2 separate regions of the Mus musculus genome follow, and region 1 is linked to region 2. Evidence: chromatin contacts called from public HiChIP or PLAC-seq data. All regions are on one chromosome and are shown on one strand. The core of a region is the stretch at or near the end of the contact, and the rest is flanking DNA. Distances in the headings are between cores, read along the strand shown.

What was found. HiChIP or PLAC-seq counts read pairs in DNA pulled down with a chosen protein or histone mark.
Region 1: a contact with region 2 is called in a CTCF HiChIP or PLAC-seq map of CD8 T cells, with 6 read pairs. The contact joins the promoter of Eif2d here to the enhancer-like site in region 2. A contact is called at or near these places in 1 of 39 promoter capture datasets (hippocampal neurons), 1 of 15 datasets of contacts at CTCF or cohesin (CD8 T cells), 4 of 484 Hi-C or Micro-C datasets (B cells, the Ba/F3 cell line, Th1 cells and 1 more) and 2 of 115 datasets of contacts at active chromatin or transcription factors (CD8 T cells and bone marrow-derived dendritic cells).

What each region holds. Positions count from the first base shown.
Region 1 is chr1:131,151,333-131,157,704 of GRCm38.p6, reverse strand. Eif2d (eukaryotic translation initiation factor 2D) reads right to left here and starts at 4,498. Exons shown (of 15, transcript NM_001136070.1): 1 at 4,280-4,498; 2 at 3,286-3,476; 3 at 2,454-2,537; 4 at 1,982-2,072. The coding sequence starts at 4,335.
Region 2 is chr1:130,984,613-130,990,586 of GRCm38.p6, reverse strand. No RefSeq gene overlaps it. Among named protein-coding and RNA genes, the nearest start is that of Gm41952, 24 kb to the right of the region's middle. Within about 2 kb of position 2,861, at least 35 of the 459 cell types and tissues checked have an H3K27ac peak or open chromatin away from gene starts, as enhancers often do. A contact at or near this core is called in CD8 T cells and Th1 cells, where this site is marked.

The DNA.
Region 1 (6,372 bases), core at 3,249-5,748, 170 kb before region 2:
CCTGTCTTGGAAAAAAAAAAAAAGACACTAAAAAGAAACAGCTAGCTGTCTCTTGTGAGGCTATGTCGGGGCCTAGCAAACACAGAAGTGGATGCTCAGAGTCAGCTATTGGATGGATCACAGAGCCCACGTATATACCACTTCCATTTGATAATAGACTGCTGCTGTGCGCGTCCCACTTTATGACTTGCAGGGTCTGATAGTACCCAGCTCATGATGGGTAGTTCAGGTCGCATAGTAACTTGGTGTCCTATTGTCAAACGTTCAGTTTCCACTAAGGCCCAATAGCAGGCCAAGAGCTGTTTTTCAAAGGGAGAATAGTTGTCTGCAGATGATGGTAGAGCTTTGCTCCAAAATCCCAAAGGTCTTTTCTGTGATTCACCTACAGGGGCCTGCCAGAGGCTCCAAACAGCATCTCTATCAGCCACAGACACCTCAAGTACCATTGGGTCTGCTGGGTCATATGGTCCAAGTGGTAGAGCAGCCTGCACAGCAGCCTGGACCTGTTGAAGGGCCTTCTCCTGTTCCAGGCCCCACACAAAGCTAGCAGCTTTCGGAGTCACTTGGTAAATAGGCCTAAGTAACACACCCAAGTGAGGGATGTGTTGTCTCCAGAATCCAAATAGACCCACTAAACGTTGTGCTTCTTTCTTGGTTGTAGGAGGGGCCAGGTGCAATAACTTATCTTTCACCTTAGAAGGAATATCTCTGCATGCCCCACACCACTGGACTCCTAAGAATTTCACTGAGGTAGATGGTCCTTGAATTTTGGTTGGATTTATTTCCCATCCTCTGATACGCATATGTGTTACCAATGAGTCCAAAGTGGTTGCTACTTCCTGCTCATTTGGTCCAATCAGCATAATGTCATCAATATAGTGCACCAATGTGATATTTTGTGGAAGATCCAAACGATCAAGATCCCTTCTAACTAAATTATGACACAGGGCAGGAGAGTTAATATATCCTTGAGGCAAAACTGTGAAGGTATACTGTTGGCCTTGCCAACTGAAAGCAAATTGCTTCTGGTGGTCCTTATGGACAGGTACTGAGAAGAAGGCATTTGCCAGATCAATAGCCGCATACCAGGTGCCAGGAGATGTGTTAAAGGACCCAAGGAGCTAAAGGGGTCTGCAACCCTATACGTGGAACAACAATATGAACTAACCAGTACTCCCAAGAGCTCGTGTCTCTAGCTGCATATGTATCAGAAGATGGCCTAGGCGGCCATCATTGGAAAGAGAGGCCCATTGGTCTTACAAACTTTATATGCCTCAGTACAGGGGAACGCCAGGGCCAAGAAGTGGGAGTGGGTGGGTGGGTGGGGGGAAGGGTATGGGGGACTTTTGGGATAGCATTGGAAATGTAAATGAAGAAAATACCTAATTAAAAGAAAGAAAGAAAGAAAGAAAGAAAGAAAGAAAGGAAGAAGAGAAGAGAAGAGAAGAGAAGAGAAGAGAAGAGAAAAGAAAAGAAAAGAAAAGAAAAGAAAAGAAAAGAGCTAAGCACACTGTGGTACTGTATGTAGTAGACTGGACCCTTGAATGGAAAAAGTACTCACAACAAAACAAAACAACAACCAAACCAAGAAAGGCTTGTGTATGTTCCAGCATTGTCCCAGTTTAGGACAGGAAAATACTCCTTAGCTGTGGTAACTACGATGGGTCCCTGCAGAATGCTGGAAATCCTGGTGTGTACCCAACTGCACTCTCTCTTACAATCTTCTATAAATCTAAAGTTATCTCTAAAGTAAGCTTTAAACATTCAGCAGCAGCAAACATCTTATGCTTATAAGATTTGTAGCCTCTCCAGAGGTTTGTGCCAGCCACTAAGGGCCCACTATCTGCTCCAGAGAAACTATTTTTTCTTTCAGTTCTTGGTCTATGTGCTTTGGAAGTGGTCATTTTCCTCCCTTTTACCTCTTTTCACCACACACACACACACACACACACACATCCCACACAAAAGTCTGACACAGTACCTGTTCCCCACCAAGGCAATGGCACAGAGGTCGCCTTGCTGTACTTGAGGAAGACCAGTAGGGGGCACCACTACCCCTGGCAGCATCAAATCTGTTGCAAATAGAATTTAATGTCATTTTCATTTTTAACTTTATCATACATGTGTCAAAGAAACATGTATCAATTACATTATTCATGGTGAACATGGCAACTTGAGAATCAACCCTCCATTTCAGGTCTCACAAATGAGAGACCAAGTTCTACGTGCTAAAGTTCCTGAATGATTTAAAGTCCAGCACGGGGCAGATCACAAACTGAGAATCAGAGATGTCCAGGAAACTCAGAAACATTGGAAGAATAACACAAAGACATACACACCAGAAGTGGATACAGTTTTACATAAAAACACAAGAAATGAGTAGCCTTATAAGGTGGCAGATAATTACTGAAGAGATTTCAAGCAATAACTGGAATATAGAAAAGTTCTCTTACCTGCTCCCCCGACCAGTTTTTCCAATACCAGAGGCCATGTTATAAAAGTTGGTAGAATATCCGGATAGGCCCACAGTGTGTACACTGTACCAAGAGACCCAGGAAATACTTATTAACAAACACTCTCTGCTGGAGATCTAGAAATGCCAAGCACTGTGCTCACTTTAACTAGAATTCAGAAAGAAAAATAAAACATGTCGGGCAGTGGTGGGGCACACCTTTAATCCCAGCACTTGGGAGGCAGAGGCAGGCGGATTTCTCAGTTTGAGGCCAGCCTGGTCTACAGAGTGAGTTCCAGGACAGCCAAGACTACACAGAGAAACCCTGTCTTAAAAAAAGAGAGAGAGAGAGACTCTAACTAGGAAAACCCACTATGAAGCAGCTCAGGGGAAGTGTGTGACTGACACAGCTTAGTCCTGAGCGTACATTTTCTCCACTGTGTTAAGAAAAAGCCTTTTACAGATGGTTTACGCCATATTTTCTTTACATGCTCTAAAATTCCACCTTTGGCAACACTTCAGCACTCTTCCCAATACCCCCAGCTCCTTTCTCTCAGAACTTTGCACTGCCATTTTTCCATGTGTTTTGGGTTTTTTTTGGGGGGGGGGCCGGGGGTTTCGTTTGTTTCTTATCCCTCTTACGGTGAAAAGGTCAATTCTGGAAACACTAGGTCCCAGAAGATCCTTAGGAATAGTATTGGGAAATTCTGTGTTTATTTCATTTGAAAAGGTATGTTTATGGGGGAAAACAAAAACAAATATCACACCAAATCAACAGAGAATAACGTGTTTCACCAGGGCTGCAGTCTGGGCATTTCATCTGGTTACCATACCTGTTGGATACAAATTTTTCTCCAGTTCAAATAGGATGGGGTTACCACCACTCGTGTACACAGTCACCGAATCCCCTTTGTGAACATACAACTTCACAACATTTAGCTCTTCCTTTCCAGGTATCAATTCAGAGATCTGATCTGTTCCCAGGGCAGGGAAAGCAGCTGTCACATCGGCCCGGAGCTTTCTCCTGCAGAAAGCACACCAGCACGATGCACATTAATAAATACAGACATTCAGAATGACTATACAAATCATAAAGACTGAAGAAAGACTGCCTGGTTCGTGATGCCCCCTTCTCAGCTTTTCCAAATCCTATTATCTGTCTTATTCATTATTCTCAAGACCTCCTGGGCATATTATTCCATCGGAACACCTATTTTCACTAAGCAACCAAAGTTAGTCTTTAGAAAGTCATTGGAAACACAGATGACCTCACATGCTGTCCCCACTCCTGTCTTAGACTGGTTGGCAATCTGTCAACCTCTCATTAAAAGGCTACTATGGCACCAAGAATGATACCTAAAGAAAGCTGGCTCCAAAATCCCTGCGGAGCTATCCGTGTCTACGACACTGACTTAAAAAGGAGAGTTAACATCTCTCCTTACCACAGCTTTCTTAGGCTCTGCCACCTCAGGGCACGGACCTCTCCGACACCAGTCTCTCCGGCCAGGAATAATCGTTTAGGCGTTTCCCCCCCCCCCCCTATACTTTTAGTTTTGGTACACCATCTGAGTTCTCCCATGGACTCTAAACTCCATGGAGGACTTATATTCCCTCATTTTACATCTCCCACAAAACCTAGCTTGAGCCCAGTACACGCTAACTCAACTTTATTGTCCAAAAGACCAGCTGGAAGATAAAAAGAGACACCCCCACACCTTATCCTCAAAAATGTTTCTAACACCCCTGCTTGGCTCCCTGGGGTCTCTATGTGCAGCCCTACAAGTGTAGGAGCCTCGCTAGGCTAAGCAAAAGTATTCTCTCCCTCACCTGTCCGAGCCCTTGATGGCTGTGTTGGACTTGACCCGAAAGGCCTTAGCGAACATGTCTGCTGGAGTAGCTCAGGAAAGACAAGAAGAGCACAGACGCCAGGGGCGGTCAACAAAACGAAGGAGTGGCGGCTCCCGGACCCTCAACCCTGGAGGCAGCCATGCTGAGACTCGGCGCCAAAAAACAGCCTGCTAGGAACCCGGCCCTAGCCCTGATGCTGGCCCGGAACTGACGCAGCGCCAGGTGGGGAGGGGCGGGACAGACTCCGGAACTTCCGCTCCCGCTCTTCCACTTGGAACCGGGTGTACCTAGGAGCCTGCGGGTCTGTAGTTAGGGACGCCAGTTGTGCAAACAACGTCTTAGTTCTATTCTTTCTGCTCCATCCGCTTTAGATACGGCGTTGAGAAGAAACTGCCTGATTGCAGTCTATTCGACATGCGTCAAGTCCACAAAATGAACTGAGTTCATATTTTATTTTTTGAATTCATATATTATTAAACTTGCAGGTTTCATTGAATGCTGGTTCGCCCTCTTTTTAAAAATGCTTTTAAATGCTTAAAGGCTTTTATTTATCCATATCTTTATATGGTATTACAAACTAAAGGCTTCAGCTAGGATTTTTTTTTTTTTCCTCCTTGACGTTTAATTTGCACGCTGTAATAATAGCAGCAACAAGGAATACACTCCACCCTGGATTCGGTTTTGCCCAGGCTACTAGTAACAAAGTTCAATAACAAAGATGGGGCTTCCCTCAGAGAAACAACTGTGTACTCTACGGACAAGGATTTAAACTTAGGTTTAAATTAAACTTAAACCTAGGTTGCTTATGTTCTATTAAACTAGCGTTTGCATATCAGCTCTTCGGAGCAGAGTGCCCTTTCACTAACCGTAACCATTATCATAGTCGTCGTCATCATCATCATCATCCTAGTTGCTAAACTAATTTCACATTGATTGTCCAAAGTGCCTGGCAATCTCTACCTGTCATATACTAGGGCCTAGTTGCTAGCCTCAACTTCTACACCTCTGAGCCTCCAGACTTTTATTAGAAGCACCTCACCCCAAACCAAAGGCAGAGGAGCCTAGAGGAAAGCATTACCTGCAGACTCCTGTTCCTTGGACTGCTATGAAGTCACATTTAGGATATGTACCACCGAGTGTTTGTGGTCTGGAGAACTGAAGAAAATTTTAGGGGAATACTAGACATTTCAAACTGGGGAAACTATTGTAGATCCGAAGATGTCGATTGCCTTCCTAGAAATTAATGGCCAATAAGTAGGAGCCAAGATTCAGAGACATAGGCACTGCCACACCCAGTCTCTCCTAATCAAGAGCATAAATCCATACATGCTGGTTAGTTCTTTTGTGGAATTGACAAAAGCTAGAGTCATCTGAGGAGTGGGAGCCTCAGTGGAGACAATGCCTCCGTGGGAGACTGAGCTGTAGGCAAGTCTGTAGGGCATTTTGACTAAGGATTGGTGTAGAAAGGTCTAGCCCATTGTGGGTGGTGCCATCCCTGGGCAGGTGGTCCTAAGTTGTGTTAGAAAGCCAGCTGATCAAGCCAGTATGCAGCAGTTCCCCTATGGTTTCTGCTGCATTTCCTACCCTAACCTCCCTCAGTGTTGGACCTCTTACTGGAATGTATAAGCCAAATAAGCCCTTACCTCCTGGCTTAGGGTTTCTATTCCTGCACAAAAAGCATGACCAAGAAGCAAGTTGGGGAGGAAAGGGTTTATTCATCTTATACTTCCACATTGCTGTTTATCATCAAAGGAAGTCAGGACTGGAAGTCAAGCAGGTCAGGAAGCAGGAAATGACACAGAAGCCATGGAGGGATGTTACTGGCTTGCTTCCCCTGGCTTGCTCAGCAGACTCTCTTATAGAACCCAAGACTACCAGCCCAGGGATGGCACCACCCACAAGTGGCCCTCCCACCTTGATCACTCATTGAGAAAATAACTTATAGCTGGATCTCATGGAGGCATTTCCTCAAGGGAGGCTCCTTTCTCTGTGATAACTACAGCTGTGTCAAGTTGACACAAAACTAGCCAGTACACCTCCCCAAAGGTGATTTTAGTCAGTGTTTTATTGCA
Region 2 (5,974 bases), core at 1,612-4,111:
GAAGTTTCCTGATTGGTTTGAGATTAATTACTCTTTGTCCTACAGCCAAAGGGTGTGACAGAGCCTTGCTAGGTCTTCTTTATATGTGTGCATGTAGGGCTGGTGAGATGGCTCAGCGAATAAAGACACTTGCCACCAAACCTGAGTTTGATCTCATGTTCTAACATGGTAGAAGGAAACAACCAACTCTTTCAAGTTGTTTTCTGACCTACACACCCAGGCCATAACATTTTTGTATGTACACATGTGTGTGAACACCCCCCTAATAAAATGTTAAAAAAAAAACCAGTGCCAACTAAGAGATGTTAATATGACTAATAAGATCACTTACCAGAAAAAAGAATGACAACTTCATATTTTGCTTATCTGAAAGTGCCATATGCTACCACACACTGGAAAAATTTTTTACTTATGTGACTAGAAAAAATATATATTACAAAGGAGATGATCCAAGCAGATCAAAGCATTAGGCTAAAATACGAGGTTATTGAATTAAAATTTAAGATGTAGTCATGACTCACAAATGGACATGGGAGAGAACCAACTGAATGAGTAAAAAGCAAACTGAAGATAGACTTCCTAGAACACTAAATCAAAAGATAAAGAAATGAATATGAAAGACTAGAACAAATGTGAACGACAGATATCAAACACATCCCACAAATTTCAGCTCCTAAAATTAATGTACAGAATTATGTGCAGCAAGAGCTTTTTGTAGAAAATGTATTCCATTCAAGAAAAATCTTAAGAGATATTTTATTTATATAAAAAATGAATGTGACTCTTTTACACACACACACACACACACACACACACACACACACACACACACACACACACACACAGAGTTAACCAAGGAACAGCATTGTGTCCAGCACAAACTGATAGACAGCAATGAAGTTCAAGAAATAACCAGAAATCAGTCTCCCAGTGCCCCCAGCCCTGTTGACTGGCTTCATACTTGGGCATGGAAATTTCCACAGGGAAAAAGTGTCTCCAGGTTCATGTTCTTCTGACTAACCAGCTCCAGAAGGGCAAAGAGCCTTTCTGTTTTACTTGCTTGTACCGTGCATTAATCTTCACTCATTGTTTCAGTTTCATTTTTGTTAGTCTTATAAGATATCCCGATAAAAGGCAGTGCAGGGAAGAAATGTTTTATTTAGCTCTAGGTTATGGCCCGCCATTGTGGGAAAGTAAGAGCAGTAGGAGTTTGCAGTAGTTTGGTCACATCACACACATAGTCAAGAACAGAGGAAAATGAAGGTATAACATGCTTGCTTCCTTGCTTGTGCTCCACTTGATTTCTCTATTATTATTATACTGTTCAGAATTTATTTTATGTATATGAGTACACTGTAGCTGTACAGATGGTTGTGAGCCTTCATGTGGTTGTTGGGAATTGAAATTTTAGGACCTCTGCTCACTCCTGTCAGCCCCGCTTGCTCAGTCCCTGCTCGCTTTGGCCCAAAGATTTATTTATTATTATAAATAAGTACACTGTTGTTGTCTTCAGACACACCAGAACAGGGCATCAGACCTCATCACAGGTGGTTGTGAGCCACCATGTGGCTGCTGGGATTTGAACTCAGGACCTCTGGAAGAGCAGTCAGTGCTCTTACCCACTGAGCCATCTCACTAGCCCTCAGGTGCAACTTTTAAATGGAAAAGATTTAAAAGGAGCATATAGAGTTTATTGGTGTGTATGCTTTACATATAAAGTATTAACTCCTATGTGGGGAGGGGAAGAAGCTCACATCAGATTTCTTCTCCACCTTTGAGCTGCACAATGAAGATATACAACCTAGAGGTCTACACAAGGGTAAATTGTCACTTATAATATACATACTTAGAAAATACAAGTTTCAGGACTGTCCTTGAGAAAACTTGGAACAAATTGTGCTCATGAACAATAAAGATAAGTCAGGTACAGACCATCACTAGGCCCCATGGCTTTCTCTCTGAAATATCTAAGTTGGCCTGCTTTCTGTATCACCCCTATTACTGCTCGCTTCCCCTCTGGGCTGGTTGGCTTTGTGCTTGGGTAGCAGATCACTACAGGGAAACAGTGTCTCTCCAGATTCATGCTCTCCCAGCTTCACCAGCTCCACAGGGTGAAAGGACCTTGCTGTTCTGCTCGATTGTATCATTGACCTTGGGTTCACCTTCAGTGACCTAGTCCAAGTCAATATCCTTTCATCCAAACATCATTACAGCCTGTTAACTTCCCTTTCTCTTCCTCTCTTAATTTTCTAGGTCATTCTTTGTGTTCTTATCTCCTGCTAAACCACATCACACCATTTCCTTGCTTAAAATAACTTTATGGTTTCTCCTAACATATAGAATACATTTGAGTTCCATGATGACAGCAAATTCAAGGTCATGGTATGTTGCATGTAGCTTTAGCTACAACACCTTAAGTCTGGATCAGCTGCGCTACCAGCCCCTGCCTAGAGGATATTGGATCCATGGATGAAAAACACAGACACATACGCCTGTTAATTTTAAAATGCCTTTGCTAAGTCAATGACTGAGCACTGCTAAACCTCTCCTGCCACCCCAGACATAATCAGATAGAGTGGCCACTGGCCATTCCAACAGAAAACTCACATGGCTGGATGGCTTTATCTCCTGCAGCTACTCCCCGCTTCTCCTCGACCCCCTCCCTGCATTCTCCCAAGCAACTCTTAGTGTCTCACCTCATCCTCGGTCATTGGTTGCTGGTGTCTTTATTGATGAATCAAGAAGAACTGGGGAACAGGATCTTAGCATCAGACCCAAGCCCTACAATGGTAACATGGCCTTCATGATCCTTATTGAGAGGCCCATTGGCTACCACACTATACAGCTGCAGGCAGAGGAGGACACCCAGAGGCCAGCCAGGTGCATAGCCTGCCCTCAGTGGTTGCCACTATAGTGTGCAAGTATGTGGTGGACAGATGGGTGAAAAAGAGAACTGAAACAGTTTGAACATTCTGAAGAGAGGTGGAACTGGAGACTCAAGTGTAGAGAGGAATAGCCCACTCTGAGTAGCTAGCCTTACCACCTGAGGTCATGGTAAAATCCCAGCTGATGCTGCCACTGAAGTCCATGTCTGGGTTTGTGGCCATGAAGCAACAGGGATCTGTGTTGATGTCTATGGTCCATATTACCACTAAAGACCATGAAGGTATCCCTGATCTGGGCTGCTACCTTTGACCACACTGATGTCCAAGGGCTGTGCAGTGCTGGTCCCACCCCTCCCTGACTTCAGTATTCTGGAAATCAGGCCCCACCTCTTACCAGCTGCTACACTTAGGAGAGCAGACCCTGCACCTTGTGCCCCTTGCTGGTTGCAGCATTGGGTGAGCTAGCTGGGGCAGTGCTGGAGAGCTCGCCCTGGTGACGCCGGTGCACTGATCAACTCAGCTGCCACCCAGGCCCAGATCCAGGGCTTTGAGTTGGCCCACCCAAACATCTACCCCATCTATGAATTGCTGGAGCACATGAAGGTGCCAGTCCTGCAGATCCGAAACTCCAGGATCTTCATGACACAGAGCAACAATAGGATATCCTCGAGGAGTCCCAGTGAGGTCCCAGTATTGATAGAGTAGCAGAAGCCAAAGATCCTGAACCAGACTGATGATTCAGTGCAATGAACTTTTGCAAGGAAAGACGTGTGGACAAAAGGGTACACTGTGGGGCACACTACATACTACAGCTTCCACCACAAGAGATTTTTTTTTATGCTTTGCTTTATTACATTTATTTTTAAAAAAATTCTTATGGGTAGATATGGAGAGACAGGGAGATGAGCGGGGTTGGGGTGCATGATGTGAAACTCAGAACTGTGGCTGTGCATGCTATCCTCACTGGACTCCGTTTGCTCCACTCTGGTGACACTGTCACTTACCAGTTCCTTCTGTTGGTGTGCCATGTCTTACTGTCATCATTACTATCCACGTCATTTCCTCCATCCTCTCTTTAATTCTCTCCTTTTGGCTGCTTCTCTCTCATGATGCTGGAGCTGACTCGTCCTTTCTCCTCCGGGGGTAACTGGTCCCATGTTCTAAAAAGAGGCTTTGTCTCTATTTTAGGGGCAACTTTACTTCAGGCTGCTTGCCACTATTTTTGACTTGCATACATACCTAGTATGTCTTCACCTGTGTTACATGAATGTGGAGATCAGGACGGAATTTGTTCTGGTCTTAGCGCTGTGTGTGGCACATAATGAAGCTCATAATTCACATAGCCACAAGGTGAAAGGTAAAAATTTTTTCTATTGAAGACATGAACTATAACCTTAAAAAGTAGAGCATAGTATGCACTCATTGATAAGTGGATATTAGCCCCAAAGCTCCAAATACCCAAGATACAATTCATAGACCACATGAAGCTGAAGGAAAAGGAAGACCAAAGTGTGGGTGCTTCAGTCCTTCTTAGAAAGGGAAACATATAGCTGTCTCTTGTGAGACTATGCCGCGGCCTAGCAAACACAGAAGTGGATGCTCACAGTTAGCTATTGGATGGATCACAGGGCCCCCAATGGAGGAGCTAGAGAAAGTACCCAAGATGCTAACGGGATCTGCAACCCTATAGGTGGAGCAACATTATGAACTAACCAGTACCCCGGAGCTCTTGACTCTAGCTGCATATGTATCAAAAGATGGCCTAGTCGGCCATCACTGGAAAGAGAGGCCCATTGGACTTGCAAACTTTATATGCCCCAGTACAGGGGAACGCCAGGGCCAAAAAGTGGGAGTGGGTGGGTAGGGAAGTGGGGGGGGGGTATGGGGGACTTTTGGGATAGCATTGGAAATTTAAATGAGGAAAATACCTAATAAAAATATTTTTAAAAAACCTGGAAAAAAAAAGAAAGGGGAACAAAATACGGGAGCAAATATGAAGACAAAGTGTAGAGCAGAGACTGAAGGAAAGGCCATCCAGAGACTGTCCCACCTGGGGATTCATCCCATATACAGTCACCAAACCCCAACACTATTGTAGATGCCAAGAAATGCTTGCTGAAAGGAACCTGATCTAGCTGTCTTCTGAGAGGCCCTGTCAGAGCCTTATAAATACAGAGGTAGATGCTCACAACCAACAATTGGACTGAGTGCAGGGTCCCCAATGGAGGAGGGACTGAAAGGACTGAAGGAGCTGAAGGGGTTTGCAACCCCACAGGAAGAACAACAATATCAACCAACCAGACCCCCCCAGAGCTCCCAGAGACTAAGCCACCAACCAAGGAGTACTCATGGTTCCAGCTGCATATGTAGCAGAGGATAGCCTTGTCAGGCATCAATGGGAGGAGAGGTCCTTGGTCCTATGAAGGTTTGATAGGGGATTCGAGGGCAGGAGGGACTGGGTGAGTAGGTGGAGGAACACCCACAAAGAAGCAGGGGGGATGACAAAGGGGGTTTCTGGGAAGTGGGGTGGAACTGGGGAAGGGGATAACATTTGAAATGTAAATAAATAACATATCCAATAAAAAAAGAAAAAAATAGAGCATAGGGAAAACTTGAAATCTCCCAATTAAATGAAAACAAAACAAAACAAAACAAAACAAAACAAACAAAACAAAACAACCACAACAGCACATTGCACTTCTGGATTCTGCTCAGCTCTACAAATTGATGCCTGGAGTGATACAGAGTTGAACATGGGGTTAGCTGTGCTTGTAGGATGCCTATCGCCTCGAGGGAAGGATAGAGTCAGTGTGTTAGAGAGGGATCCCGGGGTAATTGTGCACATGTGTATAGGGGTAAGGAAGGGAAAGTGCAGAGCTCTCAGCATGGGATGCAGTAAATAGGGTGAAGCTGCAAAGGACCATCCAAGACCTCTGTGCATCTGCGGACTTCCAGTGGGCTGAGAATATTGTCATGGAGGCGGAGCTCTGGCCTGGGAGGCCACACATTCCTGGGTGGCAGGTGCATGTGTCTCTTGCTGAACAGCAGGTGCACCAGGAAAAAGCTCCCAGTTCATTCAGTCAGTGAGC